3 separate regions of the Zea mays genome follow, and all the other regions are linked to region 3. A link is a contact called in public Hi-C data. All regions are on one chromosome and are shown on one strand. Each heading gives the region's core, a stretch centred on a gene start, on an enhancer-like site or on the middle of the called end of the contact. The rest is flanking DNA. Distances are from core to core; before and after follow the strand shown.

Evidence for each region. A called contact is a pair of places that touch in the nucleus more often than the background predicts.
Region 1: a contact with region 3 is called in a Hi-C map of ear, with 2.6 times the contacts expected there. The contact joins the promoter of LOC100275154 here to the promoter of LOC100382336 in region 3. A contact is called at or near these places in 2 of 25 Hi-C or Micro-C datasets (ear and tassel).
Region 2: a Hi-C map of ear shows a contact between it and region 3, with 2.7 times the contacts expected there. The contact joins the promoter of LOC100272726 here to the promoter of LOC100382336 in region 3. A contact is called at or near these places in 5 of 25 Hi-C or Micro-C datasets (ear, endosperm, leaf and 1 more).

Annotation. Positions count from the first base shown.
Region 1 is chr8:165,210,674-165,214,699 of Zm-B73-REFERENCE-NAM-5.0, forward strand. LOC100275154 reads left to right here and starts at 2,593. Exons shown (of 3, transcript NM_001328113.2): 1 at 2,593-2,702; 2 at 2,770-2,875; 3 at 2,995-3,361. The coding sequence starts at 2,660. The coding sequence ends at 3,043.
Region 2 is chr8:165,187,162-165,191,585 of Zm-B73-REFERENCE-NAM-5.0, forward strand. LOC100272726 reads left to right here and starts at 2,933. Exons shown (of 2, transcript NM_001147179.1): 1 at 2,933-3,442. The coding sequence starts at 2,945.
Region 3 is chr8:164,793,966-164,798,081 of Zm-B73-REFERENCE-NAM-5.0, forward strand. It overlaps LOC100382336 (Essential protein Yae1 N-terminal), which reads left to right and starts at 1,942. Exons shown (of 3, transcript NM_001175084.1): 1 at 1,942-2,911; 2 at 3,034-3,155; 3 at 3,257-3,855. The coding sequence starts at 2,771. The coding sequence ends at 3,560. LOC103636295 (CSC1-like protein At3g54510) reads right to left here and starts at 1,760. Exons shown (of 10, transcript XM_008658651.3): 1 at 1,262-1,760; 2 at 996-1,139; 3 at 558-621. The coding sequence starts at 1,551.

The DNA.
Region 1 (4,026 bases), core at 1,343-3,842, 420 kb after region 3:
AAACTAAAAGTTTAAGGAGATCAATCATACTTAAAATATTTTATTAAAAATATCCAAATAATAAAGCAATAAAAGTGTTCAAATACATTTTACATGAAAAAATAATGAAATTAAAAATTATTAAGCCTAGTTTAGTCTTGAAAATTCATAGAAAGCTTATTTTAGCTCAAAAAAATATGAAACTTATTTTAGATTTTTTTTAAACGATGCTCTATATTATGTTGCCTATCTTTAAATTGTTTGAACCTTGACAAAACTCATTTGGTGCTTGTTTTCTAGTATAATCTCTCGTATTTATTATAGTTAGTCGATGTTGATCATCCGAACTACACACGGAAGCTAGCGCTAGTGAAAAATCATGAGAACCATAGTGTTTACTGGTTATCTGCCCTATATAAAACTTTAAATTATTTGTGTTAACCTAAGTGGCTGCATGCACACTGCTGCACATATGTATGTGTTCATAAATTATTTTAAAAGTTTAAAATATGAACACAAACCAAACACCAGCACTCGCATTTGGTTATTACGGATACCATGCAAAGGCACCGAGAGACATATATGGCCCCATTTTATTCCATTCGGTGAACCTCTCACTAGATTTGGAGTATGTTTGGTTCTTTTAGTATGGAGACTAAAGTTTAGTTATAGCGCTAAAGTTTAGTTTCTACCCTGTTTAGTTATAGAAATTAAAAGTATTTAGAACATATTAAATGAACTTAACATTCTCTTGTTGTGAAACATATGAGGAGACAAAAAATAGAATTAATATGATTTAATCTCTTTATTTTAGTTATTTATTGAGAGACTAGAAACTAAAACAGTACCATGTTTTAGTTCCACCGTTTGACAATTTATATATTCATCTTGCGCCCACTTCTTTGGAATCGAAACTCTTTGAAATGGACTAGCTGTCTGAAATGTCGACGATCTATCGTCGTAACGCCCCCCCCGTTCGCACTAGTAGTCGAAAACTTTGGCCGCCATGGCGAACGTCATCGCACGTCGAAGAGCGAAGACAAGCCTCCAGTTTTCTAAACGGTGAATCTTTCGCTAGATTTACCTTTCTGGGGTAGACGCGTGCTCTCTTTTCGCATGCCTTGGCAAGTATCGAATTCGAAGCTTTATTCTCTGCCCCCACACCATGTTTTGTACCTTATGGATTAGTTTCAAAACTACATTTTTTTCAAGGGATTCCTAATTTCTCAGAAAAAATGAACTAATTTTCTAAGAGAAAATAGAAATTCCTTAGAAAAATTGAATCCCCAAACTAGCACTAAGATAGTCTTTACCATGGCTCTGTAAGAGGCCGTGCTACTCTAGTTCAATTTATGTATGAACGGATTATGTGTTTCTGTTGAATTTCGCTCGACGTTCAGTCAAAAAATCTGGGGTGGGGGGGGGGGGGGGTCATTCAGGCATTTTTTATACCAATTTGTATCATAGTCACACTTCCATGAAATGTCAAAACTCATGAAATATCTAATAAAAGATGGCACCGAATTTTGTCGTTCTTCTAGAAGAGGAAGAAAGAAAGAAGAAAAACTCAGAATTCTCTGTGCATTTGGACCATTCAGGGAGAACCGGCCGGCCGGTTGGGTGGGTGATCTGGAATCAGCCGTTCCCGGTCAGCCACAGTTGAACGACATGGCTGTCGGATTAAAGCCAACTATTTAAACTGTTGTAATTGTAATTATAGAGATGAAATATTGTAGAAATAGTAAAAGTTGGTATAGATTAAAACCAAACGAACAGCTGAGTAGATGTGGAAGCCACCAGAGGCGGCAGCAGCAGCAACAACAACTGCGAGAAGTTGGATCAGAAGGGGCAAACGATTCTTTTCCAACCAACACAACAAGGGCAGCAGGCCAACATGATCTGGTGTGAAGGAGCAAAGGCATATCTAGCGGCCTTTTTCTTTTACCTTCTCCACTCCGTTCTGGAGAGAACCTGATTCTTCATCATCTCACATACAGACATACACACGTCAGGCTTGGATCAAAAGGCCATACGATCGCGAGTTAGCAGAGCTTTCGTGACCGGGAGGCACCTTTGTTCCTCCGGCTGGCCGGACCCAGCCACCGACGAACCGCATCGCCCGGATACACCGCTGCCATGCGTGCGTGTAGGTCGATCCGTCCGATGGCTAGCTAGGTAGCATTCGTCTCGTTTCTCTCCTTCCTTTTCTCTTTACTTCTTAATCCCTTTTCCAAATTTAATTTATTAGGGGCAGCAGCAGGACAGGTACGTAGTTTGTTAAAATCATCGAAGAAAGCATCTCTGCTGTGCGTCAAACATGGGATGGGATGGAATGGAATCGGCGAGTTGTCGATCTCTGACTGAGACTGCATGCGCGCGCGCTGGAAAGCGAGAGGGGATGGGATGGCAGCCCCGGCCGACGTAGCTTGCCTCTCCCATTGGTCAGTCGTCACACACAGCAGGCCTTTCTGGACCTGGAAGAAAACCAAGGCGGCAAGGAAGGCCTCTCCCATTGCAGGTGGAGGTGGTAGGCTGGTAGCCTATATAAACGCGGGGAGTGGCTCGGTTGAAGTGGCAACACCAACGCAACCACGTTACGCACCATAGAACATACCCGTGAGAAGCTAAGACCCGGCCGTTGCTCACCACAGCATCATCGCCGCGCCGTGCTAGCTCAAGGATGGAGAACAACAGGCAGCAGCAGCAGGCGCCGCCGCCGCCAGGTCAGATCCCGATGCGATCGACTGAGAGTCCGAGTAACATGGATGCTGAGACATGACGTGCATGCAGGCTACCCGACGGCGGCTGCAGGCTTGGAGCAGGAGCAGGGAGGCAGGAAGGGACGACGCCGGGAGAAGACGACCTCGCGCGGGGATAAAGGCTTCATCGAAGGATGGTAACTACTTACTACTAGACTAGAAGCTCTTTTTTTTTTGGCGCCAAAAAACCTGATCGATGGATGAGCTGACCTGTGGTATTTAATTTATTCGGTTCTTAATTAATGATCTGTTTCAGCATCGCGGCGCTCTGCTGCTGCTGGATCTGCGAGATGTGCTGCGACTAGGCACGCAGCTAGCGGTCAGCTAGCTCTCCGTCTCCGGCGGCTATACATACGAAATACGATGAGAGAGCTAGCCTGCCACAGCTTCTGCTTCTGCTTCTGCAAGAGAGATCTGCTTAAATTATTCTATCGTCCAGAGCTGCAGCAACACCTGATATGTTTGTTTGGGGTGTTATTAGTAGGGAGAGCTAGCTCAGCTTTATTATTGTTAATAATAATTCTGTGCTGTACGTAGCTATAGCAAGCATACGTATGTATACACGTATATGTATGTGTTTTACCGTGACTTGAATGTTTGGAAATGGTGATTTCATTGCCTTCTTTTTGTCGGTGGTCTTTATACACTTGCGGACCAACGTCACCGTACATACATGCGACTAGGCACCATTATATTTCGTGGAACGCTGACTGATTAGTGCTGTTGTTGCTGCCGCAAAACGGTGCCACGAACTGTCATATATGTTCATTTTGGCTGATTTGGACAAGGCTGCATTTTGTTGATATACATGCGATGCAGACTGTACGGATTAGTAGAATAAATCATGGTATTTTTTTCAGAAACAAGTGATACAGTTATGGTTAGTACATATTTCCTTGCAAAGCTTGGTGTCATTATTATCAAGCGGCGAGCCTTAATTAACCATAAATAATGCGGCTTTTCTTTTTAGTTTTTCACGTACGGTCCAGAGAAATAAGCACGCATTTACCTTATTAAAGTTCTTATCATGGACATTCACTGTTCAAATACGTGCATAAGCGCACACAGTTTCATACTGCGGGTTAACCAAAGCATATAGCGTCTGCTAAAAAATCCTCAAAAAGGTATTGAGAGGTTCGTGGCTAATTGTGTCATACTTTGTCTAAGGTTAGTCGTCCGAATCAAAGAAAATAACCCTTAGACAGAAAAGTTAGGTAAAATATGACAACTTAGTCATCAAACCAAACATGTCCTAAATTCTACAACTGCTAAAGATAAATGAACATAT
Region 2 (4,424 bases), core at 1,683-4,182, 390 kb after region 3:
CTTAACAACCCATATCTACAAAGAGCAATGTGCTGGAACTATATAATATTGTAGCGATCAAGGAATATACCCACACCTCTTTTTTCTTATCTCATATATCCAATCTGACAGCAGGAAGCTAGGATGGGAAGGCGGAGGGGGAAAAGGAAAGAAAAGAAAATGATTGAACTAAAAGTCAACCAGGAAAAACTATTAAAAAAATATGCAGCTTTGGCCGCAAGTGATGGATACGAAACCATATGCTAGCTAAAGGCAATTATTAACAAAGATCTCTTCCTAATACTTTACGTGTCCCCTAATCATCACCTAATTATGGTTTGGGAGATTAACAAACACACATGCATGATGAGGAATCTTGCCGAATTAGTCAACAGAAAGAATGATGATATATATCCCTGCATCATACATGGATTATATACGCCTATGGGGCATGCATGTGGCAAGCCTGCCTGGTGGAAAGCTCTTGCAGTTGCAGGCGTGCATTCTTTTTCTGGAGGCTGCGACGACGCAATTATCACCAAATCATCATTTTTATCAGCAGCTAGCTAGGGCGTCACCGTGGTGCCACTGGGCGCCAAATTTCTCCGCCTAGCTTGTAGTTTGACTTGCTACAAACTCACTCTAATATATATATATTCCGTGCGAGCAAATAAAACTATTGTTTTTTCCTATAAAGATCTAGTACAAAGAAGGGGAAAATCCCCGGTAGTTAGGAATTGTGATGTGTCACCCGCTAGCTAGCTAGTTTGCGATGATATATTGCATAGCGTGGTAACGCCGGCTTCTCAGTTTATATATGCAATACACGCAACATATTTGGATGTGTGTCGTAGCTTGAACCATGCATATATATACATACATAAAAATATAATCTTAATTTATGCATATATGCGTACTAGTCTATATCTCTCTTGATTAAATGATGTGCCTCTGCTAGCAGCTAGCCTCTAGCTAGTTTGTATACGTAGGGCTGGTGCATTTAGCGAATAAAGAAATATGGCCTTGCTTGTGTCTGGATCTCCTCAGTTATATTTTTTTAAAGAAAAGAATCTAGCTCTTAGGAACCGGATGAGATCAAAACAATTCGGTTTTTGCCATTCTTCAAGATCAGAAAAGCTGTTGATAACTAGCCAGCTTTTGTCGTTTCTAGCTAGCTTGTGATTCAATGAGTAATGAATGAGGCCATGTTCTTAAAACCACCAGTTTTTGCTTAGAGCCCAGATTTTAGAAATTAGAAGAGGCCAAACTGTTTTTTAGGCCTTGTTCGTTTCTGTCGGATTAGTGGATCGGAACGATTCCTAACCGGAATTGATTCTCTAATTTATATAAACTTTGTTTAGATGGAACGAATCCGGGTGCAATCCGACGTAAACGACAGAGCCTTAAAAGAATCCAAAACTGGTCCTAACATGCCCTAAATCTGTATGTACTTACCGATCAGTTTCCCCGACACATCTACTATTCACGCACTATGTGTATACAGTATTCACAAGAGCTTCTTTTCTTTTTTCCTCCTTTCAAATAGCTAACGAAACCAGTCGTTCTTTTTTTAATCACTCCTTCGTTCTGGCTCTTAGTATGTGCTACAGGGCCAGCGCAGGCAAGAGCCCGAGCAGCAGATAATTCGATCATTTATGGCATTTCTAATTTATAAGGTCAAACTGCCGAAGCAAGTAACTCTTTTGATTTCCATCGCACGCTACGTCCTCCTGCCATTTTAAATTGCAAATTGTTTACTGTTATTTGTAGATGAGTATTATTATGTTATTATATACGCAATACGCAGTACTCTGTTCAGATATATAATAAAAGTTGTATATTCATAAAAAAATAGAAGTGACGGATTAGGGCTCCGTTTGGAAGCAACCGAGGTTTTAAGGTAAAAAAATTAATTTTTTAGCTAGCAGAGACCAGTTTCTTGGTTTTTAAGAAACTGAGAATCTAATTTTTATAAACTAAATTATAAACTGGTATGTTTAGAACCATCTTAATTTATATAAACCAGTTTCTTAAAAATCAGGGCTTAAGTAATTTAGAATGGAACGAGGTGGCTGCAAATGCTTGGTTTGAAGTTGTGAGCGTGCATGTTACGTACCAGATTACATTAATCTGGATCTGCCCTGACATGCAACATATTTTAAGCGCACCAATTATATATGCCCCCAGGCGGGCAGGACAGCCACCCGGATTGCCTCCTCTTCCCCCCATATACATACGCCTCAACCCCCTCCCTTGCGACACAGCCTTGAGCCTCCCCTCCCCTCCAAAAAAATCTCCATCGGCATGGGCTGGCACATACAGTAACAGTAGCCTAGCCTCCAGTCCACCTCTCTCTCTCTCTTTCTCTGGAGAGAGACGCGCAAGAGAAAGAGGGGGGAGGACGGAGGGAAAAGAAGCAGAAAAAAAAGTAACAAACAAGTAGCAGTAGTGAAGAAGCAGAACCGAAGGGATCGGATCGGAGGAGGAAGTGGTGGTGAGTGGTGACAGACAGCCAGACAGAAGAGAAGAAGAAGAAGAAGGAGCTGATGACGCAAAGAGATGGGGAGGAAGGATGCAGCGCAGGCGGCGGCTCGAGTTTGAGCAGCTGCGTCTGCGTGCAGCAGGACCACAGCTGATCGAGCCAAGAAAGCAGCTGCTGCGTCGGTGGCAGTCGCCGAAGCAGCAGGTGCCAAAGCGATCGAGCTGCTCTCTGTCCGTGCTGGTCCCCGTCCCCCTCGCCTCTCTAGTCTCCACTCCACCTCCTCTCATCCATCCATCCACCCACCCAATTCGGCAGCAGCCTCCGCCGCCACACTAGCTAGCACTAGCAGTACCACCCGCGCCGCTAGTCGCTACCAGCTAGCGACTGAATCCCAGCAAGGGGGGACCGGGCCAGGATCGGAGGCGGGAGATCGACCGACCCGAGTAGAGTCAGGCAGCAGCTGCTTGGCGCGGCCGCCCGCCCATGGAGGACACCCTCAAGTCGCTGTCCATGGACTACCTCAACCTGCTCATCAACGGGCAGGCCTTCAGCGACGTCACGTTCAACGTGGAGGGCCGCCTCGTGCACGCGCACCGCTGCATCCTGGCCGCGCGCAGCCTCTTCTTCCGCAAGTTCTTCTGCGGCGCCGAGCAGGCCGCCGCCGGGCCCGGCGCGCTGCTGCTGGACCACCTCAGCCCGCGTTCCCCGTCCGGCACCTCCTCCCCGCGCGGCGCCTCCGCCGCCGCGCCGGGCGCCGCCGTCATACCCGTCAACTCCGTCAGCTACGAGGTGTTCCTGCTGCTGCTGCAGTTCCTCTACAGCGGCCAGGTGTCCCTGGTGCCGCAGAAGGGGGAGCCCCGGCCGGGCTGCGGCGAGCGCGCGTGCTGGCACACGCACTGCGCCGCCGCCGTCGACCTCGCGCTCGACACGCTCGCCGCCGCACGCTCCTTCGGCGTCGAGGAGCTCGCGCTCCTCACCCAGGTAACCAATAATTCGAGCGTCTCCCTCGCTCGCTCCCTCTCTCCGACTTCAATTCTTGATTTGCTGGTTTCTTCTCCATTGCTGGTGGCTCCTGTTCTTCTTCCTGCTCCCCTTCTCCGTCCAGCCGGACGAAAGATAAATAATTAATTAAAAGGGAGAAAACGGAAGAAAAAAACGGCTTCCAATTTATTTTTCGCGTCTGCTACTCGAGGGAATTGAGGATTATTGTGGGGATCAAGATGGGAGTTGGGGTTGGTTATGTTGGGATTGCCGAGCATTCTGCAGCATTATATTGATTTGATCTCGCTCTGTACCCCTCCTGCTTCCGCTCCGCCGTCCGCCCTTTTTAAATGAAGTGAAGGATGATGAGCCGCGGCAGTACCAGCAGGCAGGCGCGCCAGGCACCGGGCAGGGAGTGGTCGGCCTTCTTCGTCGCCGCCGCCCTGCGCATGCACGCGTGCGAACCTGTGCGCTCCTTGCTCTCTTTCTCCCGTTGTCCATCCATCATCCATCCATCTTTCTGTCCGTCCGTCGGCCTGCTGCTGCGGCTGCCGCGCTTTCTCCTTTCTCCCTTAGGGTTCGTTGCACGGAGATCTCACTTTATCTTTCCACCACTGTAGGAGAGGTGAAGAGGCATCGTCTTCTTTTATCTCTCCCTATCTACCACATCCGAATGAAACGCCATTGCTGCCTCACTTCTCTTCTCTTTTATGGCCACGCCTACCGCCCACGCTCACCACTGTTGCAGCGCAAGCAGCACGGGTTGATAGTGGATGGCTTTGGCTTTCCGTCGTGCAGTGCAAGGGCAACGTACTGCAAGGTTGTGCAATTTGCTAGCATGCATCCTGCTGTCAGCTGGAAAGAAAGAAAGAAAAAAAATCGTTCTTTCAGTTTTCCGTCCCCTGATTTGCAATTTCTGTCTAGGGTTTCGTCATGCTGGCCGGGCTGGGTCTCTCCAATACATACCTAGGCTTAGTTGTTT
Region 3 (4,116 bases), core at 692-3,191:
ATATATATATAATTAAACTATTTTAAACTAAAAGAATTATATGTTATGATAGTTCAAGTTATAATGAATCTAGTAACTATACTTTAATGTTGTAAAATCTTATGAAACATCTGATATAACCGATCAAAGTTGATAGTAATTGACCTAGGACAAACCCAAAATGACTAATTCATGCGGACGGAGGGAGTAATGAGCTTTATAGTTGATGTGCACAAGGCTACACTTTTCAGAGATGGATATAACTGATAGAAAATAAAACAAATCCTTGGTTTAGGGATTACAGAGCAATAATCTGCTTTGAGATTCCAATTACTGGCATAACAATTAGATACATGACAACCCTAATCCCATGCCACCATATTACTGTTTTCCTTAATTTAATAAAAACAGAAACTGCAGGGTTTTCCATTTTTTCTGTATGAAGAATAGAATAGGTATACATGCTAACAACAAGGAGATTGGTTAAGCATTGTTGGGCCTTAAGCATGATAATAACAGTACCTTACAAGAAAAAAAACTCACAAGTGGGTTGATTAAAATGCTTTCAAACCACTAACCTTATGAAGCAAATATACCACATACAAGGATATAAAGCAAAGGCATGAATAATGCACCCAAAGCCTGCCATGCACAACATAAACTATTTCAGTTACAAAATCAACACCATTTCCACTTGCTAGGCAATACCTGTCAAGCTCTGATTTTCCCAATTTACTAACATGGTTCTAGCTACATTAGAAACGGTACAATTACATCAGCATAAATTAAAGCACCATTTCATATAATCAGAGAGTAATTTACAGTGGCCTGCTTTCTCTCTCTCTCTCTCTCTCTCTCTCTCTCTCTCTATATATATATATATATATATATATATATATATATATATATATATATATATATATATATATATATATATGAACTGAAAAAGTACTCGAACTGAATAGTCCAAGGAACATCGTGAATGTGAAAGTGAAAGTATGCAGACTAGAGCTAACCTATTAGATCCCCGTGTCACATTGGTAACCGTGAACAGTTCCATGGAATTCGATCTTCTGATTTCAGCGCGACCTTCACTAGTATAATTTGTTGGAGCAAGGACCAGTAGTCCAACAATCGAGCAAACACTGAAACAATTGATCCTACACATCGAACGATGAGATATCAATCAGATGTTATTAACAGTGGTAACAAGGGAAGATCAGTTAGTGAAGAAGTGTGTCACCAACTCTTCTAGAGTTCCAGGAATCCTACCACCACGTACCCAAACTTGAAGAGGCGGACGATGACGAGAGCGTCGAGGCCGTGGCGCCGCAGCACGTCGTCTTCAGAGAGCCGGAAGGCCGCGCCTATCCACCGGAACGACGGGGTTAGTCGCCCGTGGCCGAGCGGTAGAAAGCCACCATCAGCACGAAGGTCGCCGGTCGCCATCCGGCGGGGACGGTAAACGGGCGCGTTCCCCGGCTGCTTCTTGAGCAGGGAGAAGAGCGAGAGCGCCACCAGCGCCAGTCCCAGATTGATCGCCGCCGACGCCAGCAACCCCTCCGCGTCCATTCTTCTTCCTTGTCACACAGATGATCCGGTGCTGCACCAGCGTGGGCACTGCGCTAGTAGCAGTGAACGATCAGCTTCCCGCCGGCGGAGTCTGATTGGTGCGTTGGTCATATGGCGGGCGGCGACGTGGTCGCCGGAGGAGCCTCGAGGGACACGTGGCCTGCCGCGAGCACGACGCGTTTGGTTGGCGCCGCCGCAACAGTCACCCATTCCTGCAACCGCATGGGCATTGCCACAGTTTGGCGCACCTGCCAAGGGCCACAGGGTGTGCTTTAACGGGCCCTCCCCTTGTAGCGGATTCTGGCGAGGTCCGAAGGCCCAACAGGCCTCAATCTAGCCCAATCTGTCCGTTCAGCCCGTCCGCGGGCCAGAGTCGCGCGACTGGAGTACCGCGGCGGCGAACCAAGCCTCGAGCGAAGGCGGCGAACGGAAAGCCGCCTGGCGACTCCAGATCTCTCCGGCCTGCTCCTCGGCTCCTCGCTCCTCCTGCGCCGCCGCGGAGGCAGATACAGCCTCTGGATCCAGCCCCGCTGCATCTCCGCTGTGGTGAGCGCGTGACTGATGTCTGGCTAGTCTATTCCAAATTCAGATTCAATTTGTTAGGGAACAGGGATAGCAATTTTTGAATCGTTTAGCGCCTTATCTTGAGTTATCCTTAATTACTTTAGTCACCTGATATAGTTTTAAGTCTCAGTTATTGGTAACCTTTTGTGTCAAACAGTTTTAATTTTAGGTCTCAACCATTGATATCTTTTTATGTTAAACAATTTCAAATTATGGTCAAATTCTTCAATATATGAAATCATGATCAATTTTGGGTTATATTTTTCCTACATATATTACGCAATTTTGACTATGCAGCGTTGTACATGTTAAATATTAGCCTTTTGGTTGTGAAAAAAATTTGAGCACCCCAAATACATTTCCATCTCGCAACAGGCGGTGCTTTGGCTGCTTCCTGCAGGTTGGAGTTTCTGAATGGCCAATCCCAGGGATGCGGTGGACGTCAGCTCCTCCATGTCGGAGCTGAGCGTAGAAGCAGCGCCTTCATCGATTGAGGTTCAAGTCCCCAAGCAGGGTGCGTATCCCTCACAAGCGGGCAACCGCGGGCGCTGTTTGATCTTTTTCATAGGGGAGTTATTCCGTACCATGTCTTGTGCTTAATTAGTAGTACTGCTTGCACTAGTGCTATCTTATCTCATGTTGCAGTTAGTTGATTATGCAAAACTTTGTCTCAGCTAATGGCGGCGATGTTGCTGCTGCCGAACTCGATGATGTATGGGAGGATGTTTCAGGTTCTCCTCGGCACGCGGATACCTTAGACAGAGAATGGATCCACAGGCAGAGTCAGTTTCAGAAGGTATTAATTATCCTAGAGTTTATCTGGAACGCACACAGTTGCTAGCACAAACTACTCTTCTGCAGTTATTTTTACTGATAGAAGAAATGTTTAAAATATTTTTGCTTTTGATTTCACTCTAGATGGGATATCGTGATGGTGTAACAGAAGGGCAGAAGGACTCTGCCCAGGAAGGCTTCAATGTTGGGTTCAGGCAATCTGTAAACGTTGGCTACAAATGGGGCCTTGTTCGTGGGGTTGGCAGGTGCATTTCCTCTATCCTTCCAATAATAGATGTCTTGTATTATCATTCTATTCTAGTGTTTCCTTGGATTTTAATTTTCCATCTGTCATCTTTTCAAGCAGTGCGCTAGCTAGTCTTCCTGACAGCTTGAAAGAAAAACTGGTGCCGGATGTTCAGCGTAGGGGGAAATTACAGGACCTGCACCGCTCAGTGCAAGAAATATCAGCAGATGATGCTGTCCAGATGTTCCACGAGAGTATCTGCCAGAGCAACCGTCCTTCCGATGGATCAGGATCACACGTAACATCAACCTCGGATGGAGCTACAGAATCAAATAGGATGAAAAGCCTATCAAAGGACCTTGTGTTGCTGTTGCGCGAATGCTCGGATATTAAAGTGAGTGAAGAGCTGGCGTCAGATTCATGAACAAGGTGCCCGGGAATTTCAACCGTGTTTTCTAGGTCTGGCAGAATCACATCGAGTTCCCAGATTACTGAACATATAACCTTAGCTGTCGATGAACGTGATTCACGGATTCTGTTTTGGAAGGACCTGGTACTCAAAAGGCTCGAGCTTCAGAGACATGGAGTGTAGCTGTAGATCCTGTTATTACATATTTCCCTTTTGCTGCAACCTGTAACTAGAATTGTAACTGTTAATCCTATAAATTTGCAGTTCTTAAACATTAAACAATAGTAATGCTTTTTTCTCCCTGCATTTTATCATCTTCCTTAACAGTGGTCTTCCTGTGGAAGTATAGTATCTGTGATTAACCCTCCGCGTAGAAAATGTTTATACAAGCCTCAGCCCTCAGGCTCAAAGCATTCTGGTAGTTTCTTACCGTATGATTGGTTGGCGGCCAACCGTAACCAGGTCCGTTGCATGCGTTGACTGCGCCTAAGCGTGTGATTGGTTACCTGTAGTGCACTGACGCGGTATGTACGTGCATGTTTTCCACCATTTACCTGCATGCGCGGAGATG